Linked DNA regions of Sus scrofa: regions 1, 2 and 3 are each linked to region 4. Evidence: chromatin contacts called from public HiChIP or PLAC-seq data. All regions are on one chromosome and are shown on one strand. Each heading gives the region's core, a stretch centred on a gene start, on an enhancer-like site or on the middle of the called end of the contact. The rest is flanking DNA. Distances are from core to core; before and after follow the strand shown.

The links. HiChIP or PLAC-seq counts read pairs in DNA pulled down with a chosen protein or histone mark.
Region 1: an H3K27ac HiChIP or PLAC-seq map of skeletal muscle shows a contact between it and region 4. The contact joins two enhancer-like sites. A contact is called at or near these places in 2 of 2 datasets of contacts at active chromatin or transcription factors (alveolar macrophages and skeletal muscle).
Region 2: a contact with region 4 is called in an H3K27ac HiChIP or PLAC-seq map of skeletal muscle. The contact joins two enhancer-like sites. A contact is called at or near these places in 2 of 47 Hi-C or Micro-C datasets (fetal heart ventricle and skeletal muscle) and 2 of 2 datasets of contacts at active chromatin or transcription factors (alveolar macrophages and skeletal muscle).
Region 3: an H3K27ac HiChIP or PLAC-seq map of skeletal muscle shows a contact between it and region 4. The contact joins two enhancer-like sites. A contact is called at or near these places in 2 of 2 datasets of contacts at active chromatin or transcription factors (alveolar macrophages and skeletal muscle).

Annotation. Positions count from the first base shown.
Region 1 is chr13:125,579,187-125,581,924 of Sscrofa11.1, forward strand. No RefSeq gene overlaps it. Among named protein-coding and RNA genes, the nearest start is that of BCL6, 190 kb to the left of the region's middle. Within about 2 kb of position 1,280, at least 3 of the 83 cell types and tissues checked have an H3K27ac peak or open chromatin away from gene starts, as enhancers often do. A contact at or near this core is called in skeletal muscle, where this site is marked.
Region 2 is chr13:126,377,670-126,380,558 of Sscrofa11.1, forward strand. The region is part of intron 8 of LPP (lipoma-preferred partner); the gene reads left to right. Among named protein-coding and RNA genes, the nearest start is that of MIR28, 97 kb to the left of the region's middle. Within about 2 kb of position 1,367, at least 9 of the 83 cell types and tissues checked have an H3K27ac peak or open chromatin away from gene starts, as enhancers often do. A contact at or near this core is called in skeletal muscle, where this site is marked.
Region 3 is chr13:125,735,009-125,737,708 of Sscrofa11.1, forward strand. No RefSeq gene overlaps it. Among named protein-coding and RNA genes, the nearest start is that of LPP, 46 kb to the right of the region's middle. Within about 2 kb of position 1,358, at least 5 of the 83 cell types and tissues checked have an H3K27ac peak or open chromatin away from gene starts, as enhancers often do. A contact at or near this core is called in skeletal muscle, where this site is marked.
Region 4 is chr13:126,004,236-126,007,185 of Sscrofa11.1, forward strand. The region is part of intron 2 of LPP (lipoma-preferred partner); the gene reads left to right. Among named protein-coding and RNA genes, the nearest start is that of LPP, 220 kb to the left of the region's middle. Within about 2 kb of position 1,301, at least 3 of the 83 cell types and tissues checked have an H3K27ac peak or open chromatin away from gene starts, as enhancers often do. A contact at or near this core is called in skeletal muscle, where this site is marked.

The DNA.
Region 1 (2,738 bases), core at 30-2,529, 430 kb before region 4:
GCGGGCCACCAAGCACTTCCTCTGGAAATCCTGAAAATCTGCCGCCATGGGGCTGTGCCCAGATCCCAGCTGGAGGTAGACTTCTCTCTTCTCAGCTCCTGCCAGGCTGGTCTTCTTACAACAAACTCTAGATCCTTCCTTAATTCTACCTAGGAGGATAGGAGACAGCTCCCCACCCTCCTGCCCTCCCTTTTAAAGAACCCCCACACCAAGCCCTAAACTCCCAGGTCACGGCAAGCTCCCTTTTAGTCCTCAGTGCCTCATCAGGCAGTCCTGTCAAGACCAGACCCCAGAGCTGAGAAGCAGCTTGGGAAATATAATCCAATTTCCACTAGTCACCTAACATGGCCCCTCATTTATGGATCCAGCCGACGCCAGGCTTGTGCTGGGCATCTGGGGAGCTAATGGAAAGGCTGGGCAGGGGCTGACCTCAGAAGGAGAGAGGGAAAAAGACCAGCCGCAGAATTTCCTCTTCTACCAAAGAATGGGAAAGATCACATTGATTCCCACCTTTTCTTCTTTCTTTAAATACAAATGGAGCTTCTTTTTCAAATGTTATCTTTTAAGGGACCCCATCTATACAACTGGAAAGCACCTATCCCTCAGGTACTTCACAGGGATCCTATAACCGTGCTTCTCAAACTTTAATGCACGTGTGAATCCACAGTGGATCTGGTTAAAAGGCAGATTCAGATCTAGAGGTCTGTGGTGGGATCAGACGTCTGTATTTCTATCAAGCTCCTGGTTGCTGTCAATGCTGGTGGTCCATGGACCACATTTTAAATAGCAACCATTTAGAGCTCTAAGGATTATTGTTTGAAAACCATTCCTCTTTAGGATTGAGAGCTAGTGGGTCTCCCCACTCCCCATCCCTGAATAAATCAAACCAAGTCTCCTGGATTAGTGTCTCCTTCTCTGCTTGAAGTCAGCTTCAGCAGTTAACTCCACACCAAAGTCCTCGGATCACCTCCTTACCTCCTTCTGGCTGGAGGTATCTGTCACCTCCACAAGGCAGGCTGGGAAAATTCCTGAGAGGCTTGGCCACGAGGAAGAGCTTTAAGGTGTGGCCTTCACTCTAACAGGAAAAGTACAAAAAGTTCAGGTTAATCTTCTTCACAGACAGACAGACTAACAGACAGAGAGAAAGATCAAGCCACCGTTCCCACTGGCTTTGAAAAGGATAGCACCTTGTCCCTGTCCTCCCCTCACCCCAGCTGATGAATGATGGGAGTCATTCCCCCTCACACTCTGCCTTCCAGGCCCATCCCCTTCAGGACTGAGATGCTCCCACTGAGGTCAAAGGTATTTTTAGCTCTGTTCGTGTGGGCCCATGCTTGGCCAGTACCCCCTGGACATTCATCTTGGATTCCACAAATGCCAGGTCTCCTAATCCAGGAGGCACAGAGGCAACAGGGGAATCTGAATGCACTGGAAAATGCAAGACATGGCCTTTTGAGGATTTTGTCCACATGCCATGTCTGATAAAGCAACAGTAACACCTAATGCTCAGAAAATGCTTCAGCATTCAGAGTACTTCCACTGGCCTGGCCTCATTTCATCTGCCCAAGAGGCTCATGAGAAAGACAAGACAAAAGAGCTATTCTTACTCTACTTAATGGAAGAGCCAAGTGACTAGCAGGGCAGAGCTAGTAAGTGGCAAACTTGGGTTTTCTGCTTCCAAGTCCAAGCCCAGTACTCTTTCCCATATTCCTGGGAAACCCAGTCTTTTGCTTTTTCTTTAGCTTTGTTTTGGTTTTTGGTTAAACCCTGCAAGAAGTTTAACCTTCTCCAACAGAACTTCATGTTAAAAGCCGGGATCATCCATGCTTTTAAGAAATGGAAGACTAGATATAAGGAAGAAAGAGGCAGTAGATATCAATGGTCCAAGAGGAAGGAGAGGATACACTCAAAATAAGGTGACCAAAGAGAGATTAATTTAAGTATAATTCATAAAGGTTGAGCCAAGGTCAAGGAAAACCAAGAGACAGGGAGGCACCCTGAGGCTAACAATAACCTGGAGCTGTTACTGGTCCTTGGGATGAAAGGGCAAAAGGAGAGATTACCAGAATGTAGCAGAAAAGTAGGCAGTGCTGGGGAGCTGGCAGGGGGCTGCCCAGCTGGAACTGTGGCTTCTGACACTTTGGATGCACCCAACCATTGCCAAGCTACAGCAGGCAGGTAGGGGGCTAGGAAGGAGCCATCCTCACATCTCCTTCTCCCACCCTCCCACCACCTAATCGGTGCCAGGCTGAATCCAACCAGAAGGCAGAGGGCAGGGGAACCTACTGGTCTTCACAAAGGTCAACCTCTTGGAGGTGGGAAACAAGAAGGAAGGAGTGTGAATGTTGCAGGTGAGACAGAAAATGCCCGGCCCAGATTTGCTGGCACCTGCCAGGGGCAGGAAGTTGGTTGAGGGAGGCACAGTCCAGAGTCTGAGGGGGTAGGATTTGAGGGGGGAGTCATAGCCCCCTCTCAGAGTAAAAGACACCCCAGAGCCTAGCTGCAGCTCTCCAAGAACGAATCTGGCCCTGGTCTCAGGGGAGCACAAGAAAAACCAGATCAAGAGCTCCCGAGAGACATCACTAACCCCACAGAAGGGTTGGCCATCCTGGAGCCTGGGTTTAAATCCCAGTTCCTTCATTTTTCTCTGGGTGACTCCAGACCATTCATTTAATCTCTCTGAGTCTCTGCGTCCCTGTCTGTGAAATGAGTATAATAATAACAACCCCTGGGCTGCC
Region 2 (2,889 bases), core at 117-2,616, 370 kb after region 4:
CCTTTAGCAGTTAGCACTGTCTTGGTCTATAGATGATGTCCATTAGTTGTTTTGAATTAAGGAACAATAATAATAATAACATTTAATGTTTTCCAGTTTATAAAACATTTCCAATGTAAATGTGAGCTTTGTTGTACAGGGTTTTTTGTTGTTGTTGTTTGTATTTTGTTGTTATTGTCTAATAGGAAATCAAGGCTCAGAAAGCATAAGGGGCTTGCCCAAAAACACAGCTGGTTAGAGGAATTTTTTTTTTTTTTTTTGGTCTTTCTGTCTTTTTAGGGCCGCACCTGCGGCATATGCAGGTTCCCAGGCTAGGGGTCCAATCGGAACTGTAGCCACTGGCCTATGCCAGAGCCACAGCAACACAGGATCTGAGCCGTGTCTGCGACCTACACCACAGCTCACAGCAATGCCGGATCCTTAACACACTGAGCGGAGGCCAGGAATTGAACCCTCAACCTCATGGATGCTAGTCAGGTTCACTAACTACTGAGCAATAACAGGAACCCCGGTTAGAGGATTTGAATGTAAGACTTTGTGGCTCTAAACTTTGTCATTTAAACTGGAGCATCTGTTAGTTGCTTATCACATCCTTGATTTCTGCCGGGGTAGAAGGTATTTTTAAATTTTGTAGGGAAGGGAGAGCTTTGATTTCTATACCCTTGTCAGAGGTATTTTTCAAATTCAAGGACTTTTGGTAAATTTGAAAGCAATTCTTTGCATTTCTAGGAGCTGGATTAGAGCAGTATTTCTTTGGAGCATTGCAATTTATTTCTCCAAAATGAATCTGCAGTAGGTGTGGAAATGGGTATCTGTGAGGACCAGAACTTAGGCAGCAAATGAAACCTCTTGACGGGTTCCCAGCAACAGGCTTATTTTGTATCCAAGTCTAGAAGCACAAGCGGGAGAAAGGAGGCTTTGGTGAAGTCAATGATGTCCCCACATCATCTGTAAGGTCAGAGAAAGAGCTCAAGCTCCGAGTTCCTAGTCTCCAGACAGATTCTCCAGCCACTTGGACAGAGTCCTATAGAGGTCTAGGCTTTTGGTAAAAGTCCACCGCTTCTACCTGTTTCTCCCTTCTAGTGATTAAACCTTGTCCTCACTGCCTCCCTGAGCTCACCACCATTGCTCCACATCCATCCCACCTCAGTGTTGCTTGGGTGCCTTCCGTCACATCATTCTGTTTCTGGATCCATATCTTTATCAAAGGGGACCCATTTGTTTCTTTCAGAAATGCTCCTAAAAATTTTCCCGTATTTGACTAAGTGTCCCAGTCATAAAGCCCTTTCCAGTAATCCCAGTACTGGGCAACCAGTTCCAGTAATGGAGGAGACACTTCCAGCTGTTAAGCAATGGTCATCCTTCCAAAGGAGATTGAGCAATCCCTTTTTTTCAAGTTATATTTAAAGCATGACTCCAGAAAGGCTGGAAGGCTCTCTGGATTCTGACAGTGCTGTAGAGCTTTTAGGGGAAAGGGCTGTGAAACTGGTCCTGGATAGAACTCTCAGAGAGAGGTAAACAAGGTTTTCACTTTCTTCATTATGTAAAATCACTTTAACAGTACTTATCAAGGTTTTGTGAAAATTAAATAGAAATTTTTGAGACAGTGGCTGCTGCCATTCATGAAACATAGTCAGCCCTCAGCAATATGTATTTCATTAAAAGGAAGGTAGGCACTTGAGAGCTATCCAAAGAGACTGACTCACTGTGTTAAACAGGAGCATCTGGCCACTGGAAGGAAAGGAGCAGCAGAAGGACTCCTGTCAAGGAAAGGGGAGTGGAGATTGTGACCTATACCAGTCTTTTCAGCATGAAAGTGGAACCCAGGAAAAGGACCTAGTTATCCATAAACCCAGGGCATGCTTACACCAACAGCCCACATGGTGTATCCTGTCTTCCATGTGCCCTGGATGGAAATAATATGGTAATACCAGCCAATGCCTTTTGCATTTAAAGGGTGCTTAGCTTTTCCATGCAATTGCAAATTCACATCAGGAAATATCAAGATGAAAAATCCAAACTCACTTTCTCGTGACATTCAGGACCATTCTTGTCACTTGGCTCAGTTTCCATGTACCTGAATTGAAGGCTGCAAGGCAGTATACAGACATTGAATCAAAGAGAAATCAATTTGAACCCAGACTCCATTACTCTATACATTTATTCAGTTCTCTAAAGCAAGTGTATAAAACGAGGTTGATAGTACTTACTGTGTTGGACTCTTGGGAAGATTAAATGAGTTCAGGTAGGTGTCAAGCACAGTGTCTGCCTCCTAATAGATGTTTAATAAATGCTAGCTGTACTATTACTGAGATTCACTCTGAAGACATTTATCATCCCTTACCTCCTCTGGAAAATAGATTATATAAATATATCATAAGAATTTACATCATAACGTCTTTCTTCAGTCTTTTGCTTTTCTCTTCTGTCACTGTCTCCTGGCAAGGCTGTAATCTCAATGAGCCCACCCACTTGTGTTTTGCTCACCCACCAAAGCAGTTGAACATTGCAGGAGAAAAGCACAGAGCCAGGAATATTGATATCGTGATAAATTGTGACCAACTTTGACCCCAATCACAGCCTACATTCTTACACACTGCTCTCAGCTGTTACCTACAGCCTCCACTCTACCCCAGTTTCTGACTGCCCTCCACCCCCACTCCCTCCTCCAGGGACGACTGCCTCATTCTCCACAGTGAGAATGAAAGGCACAGGGTGACACTCCCTCAGCTTGTGCCGTCAAATTTACTCCTGTCCTCTCCATTCCTTCTGTTAGAGTAGCAGAAGAGCCCGTCAGCTTATCAAATGCCAATTAGTGTAAACGTACTCTGGGTCTAAAGGTGTTCTGATCCTGTTTCCCCTGTCTTCTCAGGACCCTCACTCCATAGG
Region 3 (2,700 bases), core at 108-2,607, 270 kb before region 4:
CCATAGAGCTCTTTTGATTACCACTGTGCTTGAAAATGTGGGCAAACCACTTTTATTTTTCAAAACTCAGGTGTGTTTTTTCTTTTTTTAAAAAAAAAAAAAAGTTCACATGTACAGTACCTACCCTATCCCCATTATAAGTTAATTCTCGCTGCCTTGTCGCAGGATAATTTAAATGTTCAAAGGTATATTATATTAATTTTATCAGCTAAATTGGCTGTCCCACATTTAAGACATCTATTCCTTCCAGCTCACTCTTCTCCCACTATTTGAAGGACTGTTACATTAACAGTGAAACAATATTATACTGGGATTTTAAATGTCAGGACCTAATATCATTCAACAGATGTACTAGAGAGGAACATAGCACTCATAGACTCTGAATAAATCAGATTAGCCCTGAAATATTTGGCTCCTTGATACAGGGCCTGCAGTTAAACCTTAGAAGTCAACCCCACAAAATTCAGACTGTTCTTCTTTCAGAACTGAGGGACCTGAATGTTTAGTTTCTACAGTGCTCTCGGACTTTAGGTCAGAGTGTGGGGGTTCCCGTTGTGGTTCAGTGGGATAAGAACCCGTGAGGATATGGGTTCAATCCCTGACCTCAACAAGTGGGTTAAGGATCCAGCATTGCCATGAGCTGCTGTGTAGTTCTCGGATGTCACTCTGATCCAACAACGTTGCTGTGGATGTGGCATGAGCTGGCAGCTGAAGCTTCAACTTGACCCTAGCCTGGGAACTTCCATATGCCACAGGTGGAGCCCTTAAAAAAAAAAAAAAAAAAAAAATCAGCAGTGTAGTTCAAGCCCTGATTTTATTGTGCATGAGCAAATTGACTTTGGTAAATCATTTCACTTCTCTGGTCCTGCTTTCTCTCTGTAAACTGGGGTCGTCTCCCCACCTTGCCTACTTCACAAGGCTGCTCTAAGGATCAAAATGATGTGATGTGGAAAGCCCCATCGGGTCCTGCTGCTTACTAGCTGTGTGACCTTAAATAAGTTGCTTTTCTACTCTGAACCTCAGGTTTCTCATCAGAGGAAAGAGGTTCTTGATGGTACTTTTCTCAGAGGGTTGTTTTGAGGAGTTTAAAGCCTCACCCATGTGAAGGCTCGGTCCATGTGGGCACTTATTAAAAAGCTGTAACACTCCATGTGCCTAAAGGGTTACTGTTGTTTCTCCCTAGTTCTGCTTTCAGTGCACGGCAGACCTAAAGATAACCCTATATCTATTGTCTCGGAACCGCCTGGGTGCTCTTACTCAAAGGAAAGGAAAAAGGAAATACACTGTGGCCCAGAATGGGATTCCAGAGAAATCCAAAATGAGCTGTGGTCTAAAAGCGACTTCTCTCCAAGCCTATTTTTAACCAGCTGTGAACTTCTCTAATACGCAAAGAGTGATGCTGGGCTCCCTGAATAACTCCACTGAGGAGCTGCAGCCCACTTCTGCTACTATGTGAATTTATGGAGTTCTGGTCTCACACTTCATTAATGAAATACACGGTGGTGCTGAGACAGGGGGCCAGACACCTATAACTCTTGTCCCAACCTCCCCGTTATAAATCTCCGTGCCTCATTCACTGAAGTGGAACAACTGAAGGGCTGTTAGCACCTGCTCCTTTGTAGTGTGGGCTCTCTCCTTTTCAGGCTGTTTGCAACAGACAGCTTTATTAAGAGATCACCATTCAAAAGTCTAGGCCCAGGAGTTCCCATCGTGGCGCAGTGGTTAATGAATCACACTAGGAACTGTGAGGTTGCAGGTTCGATCCCTGGCCTTGCTCAGCGTGTTAAGGATCCGGCATTGCCGTGAGCTGTGGTATAGTTTGCAGACGCGGCTCAGATTCCTCGTTGCTGTGGCTGTGGCATAGGCCGGCAGCTTCTGGTCTGATTAGACCCCTAGCCTGGGAACCTCCATATGCCTTGGGAAGCAGCCCTAGAAAAGGCAAAAAGACAAAAAAAAAAAAAAAGTCTAGGCCCAAAGTACAGGCCCAACTTTGTTAAGAATGCTATCAGTTGCAAGTAGCAGAAAACCCAACTACACCAACTTAAACAAATGGAAATTTCTTTTTCTCACACAAAATATACACAAGAAGATGACTGCTGGTGCTAGCTGAGAGGGACCATAAAATCATCACAATTCTATTAAGTTGAAATTCCCTGCGCTTTTCCTCATGGTTACATTCTGGCGGCAGCAGCTACAATCATCATATACATATTTCAGTGAACATAAAGGTGGAGAGAAAAACTGCGGTATCAATATCAGGGAGTCAAAATATTTCTGGACCCCTGCAGCAATTTTACTCTTTTTACCTTTTTACTCTTTTCACCTCAATGGCTCAAGAACTTGTCAAATGGCCACTCTTTCTTCGAAGGGGATTAGGAATAAAAGAGTGATTGCCTAAGAGTGTCTGGCAGTACACACCCAGTAAAGGGCTGCTATTTGAAGGAACAAAAGTAAATCATTGAATGATGACTAAAGAAACAGATGAGTGAGCATTGGACACAGAGGCCTATCCTGAGATTGATTCAGCTCACTTATCATTTTTTCTAATCCCCTATCCAGGTGTCACCCATTCGCATCCCTTTGATAGCTCTCCAAAGTCCCATAATACCATATTTCCTCCTATACTTAACTTACTACTCAATTATCTATTTTTTTGACTAGTATTTAAGCCCTTTAGTGGCAAAGTGTGCATCTTATTCA
Region 4 (2,950 bases), core at 51-2,550:
ATAGCATGTTGTTGAAAGCAGGGTTTTGGAGATCATCTTGTTAATGCTTATTATTTTAGAGCTGGAGGATTTGAGGTCCAGAGAGGGTATATATTTTCTTGGTCACTTAGCCAAATAGAACCACTGTCATTAAATGTGACCCAGAGTGGGAGGTCGGGGGTCTCCTGACTTCCATGCTCACTTCCAGCGGTGTGGGTACTGACTCTTTTGGAAGAGAAATTCTTAATGTCTATGTCCTTTTCTCTGCCGTTTACCTACTCTTCCTAGTATCATCCAACAATCGACAGAGTTTCTTGATTCTTTAATGAAACTTTTCCACTGCAAACACTTTCTGGAAGCAGAATAACTGGGTTTGAATCCAATTTCCAGTATGTACTAGCTGCTATATTACCTTGCATAAGCCACTTGAACTTGTCTAAATCTTGGTTGTTGTATATTCAAGTTAAAAAGAACAAATTGTTCCCTAAGATTTCGCCACCTGAGACTCCATATAACTTCTTGGACATCAAATGGCCTGTCCTGGCTGTTGTCACCCGTTTGTAGCAAATAAAAACCAGTGAGTTAGTAATTGGTTTGTTTCCATTCTCTCCTTTACCTTCTCTTGCAGCCTGGTCTTCCAGTGCTATTGTTTTCCTGTCAGGGCTGATTGTTTCATTTGCAAATGACATTCTGAATCTGAAGTGACAGTGCAATGTGGAGTATGTCTCTATTCAGCCTCACTTCTTTATGGGAGACAATTACTTACTTGAATAGATTGATGCTTCTCTTTTTCTTCTTGGTTTACTGGGATCTGCAGATGTAGTTGGGTTTTTCTTGCCACCACCTGTGTTGCCAGCATGGGGATGGCACCTTTAGCATTGATTTGCATTCACGCTTACTCTGTGCAAGGCAGGTTGGCCTTAATGTGTTGATTCCTAGCCTACCTCCCTTCACTCTACAATTCCTGGTCAATGGGACTCATAGGAGTGAAGACAGTTTTTGTAAGAACTTCATCTTACTCAGCTGGCGGACTTTTAGGAGGAATCACGGGACATGAGAGTTGGGAGGAATGGTAGCCAGCATCTAATCTTCAGTTTACAGATAGGGAGATGCGCTGGGAGATATGCTGAGGTTCAAGACACAAGAGTTCAAAAGACGAAAGTGGTAGAGCCGGTGAGTGGCTGAGCTGAAAATTATGCCCAAGTCCTTTGCATTTCAGTCTAGTGTTTTTTTTTTTTCCAGTATTTCCAACTGTCTCTCAGATAGTCTATATAAAGGTTTGGCATTTCTGTGGAGTTGTTCTCTCATCACCCCTTCCGAGTAATGCCAGCTGTCCATGCAGAGAGTGGGGCACTTAGCCAGTGCAGGGCCAAAGCTGCCTGTAAAGAGAAGTGGAGTGAATGCATTGACATTTTCAGTCCATGGCAGATCCTGTTTGCCCTTCCGGCTCTCATCTGACCTGATGCTTCAGAGGAAGAGTGATTACATTTGCTGTTCAACTAACAATTGTGTGCAATTTTCAGCCTGCCTTATTCTTGAACGTTGTCTTCCCACGCTTCCATCACATGCCACAGCATATTTGCTTCGTAATTACACTGGTAGGGACTTACCTACACCACTTGGAAAAGGTTTGCCTAAAGTACTTATTTACTTGTGCATAATAAATCTTGATTGATACCTTGGTAATCTCTGAGATCAATCTAAGGTTCCCTCCCACAAGAGGGAGGATTGAAGAGTCAGGGCAATGAGTGACAAAAAAAGAAGGGGGAAAAAAAGAGGACTGTACTTCCTCACTGGTGATCTAAGAGGAGAATTATAGATGATTTGGCTGACTTTTACTTGTTTCTAGCTATATATATATAATCAGGAGCTTCCATAGACTCATGAGTTTTGAGTAGAGTTGTTGTTAGCGTTTATCTAGTAACCTAATGACATCTTTTTCAGAGGAGGACACTGTGATCCCAGAGAGAGCAAAGGTTGTACTGTGAGCTCATGGTATAGCTAAGACTGGGAGCTAGGTCTGAATTTAGAAGATCAGGTATCTTTGAGCTGAGTTCCAAGTTGGAGAAAAGGATAATTAGCTGTAACCTATAAGGGGAAGCTCAGTGTAGCATTTTAATACCCCCTTAAGGAAGCAGTTTTGAAATTTTAGGAAGGCACTGATTTTTATATAAAGAGAGAAGATAGTGAAACATCTCTAAAATATAGGAGAATGTTATTTAAATCTCAGTTGTTTAAGTGGACAATCCTAAAGTTTAGTTGGCTATCAACTACATCTGATGTTTAAGTCGCAAAGTATCTCAGCTTCTCAAATCTTCCATCAATAAAATGGTGATGTTAATACCTGCCATGTCCCTCAGTATCATTCATTTATTCAGCAAACATTGACCAAGAGCCAGGTCTTGGGTTAATTGCCAAGGGAGATTTAGGGACTAATGCAACATGATTTAAAGATTAATATAAACACTCTGAGTCAATCATTAGCAACACTTGAATCAGAATACATACATAAAGATTCCCAGGTGAATCTAGTGTGCAGACAGTTTGAAAACCACTTCCTTAAGCTTATAGTACTTGGTGTTAGATAATACCATGCAATGGGTGGTTGGTTGTTTTTAAATTTTGGTAATCTAAGTAAATATTTAAAGAAGAGTACACTGTGGATTTTAGAAAAGAAGCAAAACTTGAGCAAACACTAGTTCATTCTATTTTTGTGGATGACAGTGACTTGTCATTTACATGCCATCTTTAGCAAGGCTTGGTAACTTTTTTTAGTATTAAATGTCACTTTACCTGTAGTCTTATGTATTCCCTCTGGTGAGGAAGGGTCTTGGTTGTCATATGGCCTTTTGCAGTTGTTTGTGTTTGGTTATGTTTGATCAGTTTGGTCAGACTTTTGGCTTTATCAGTTTGTGTGGCTCATGATAGATTTGATGGAACAAAGCAGAGAAGACATTGCGGCAAGTAGCAC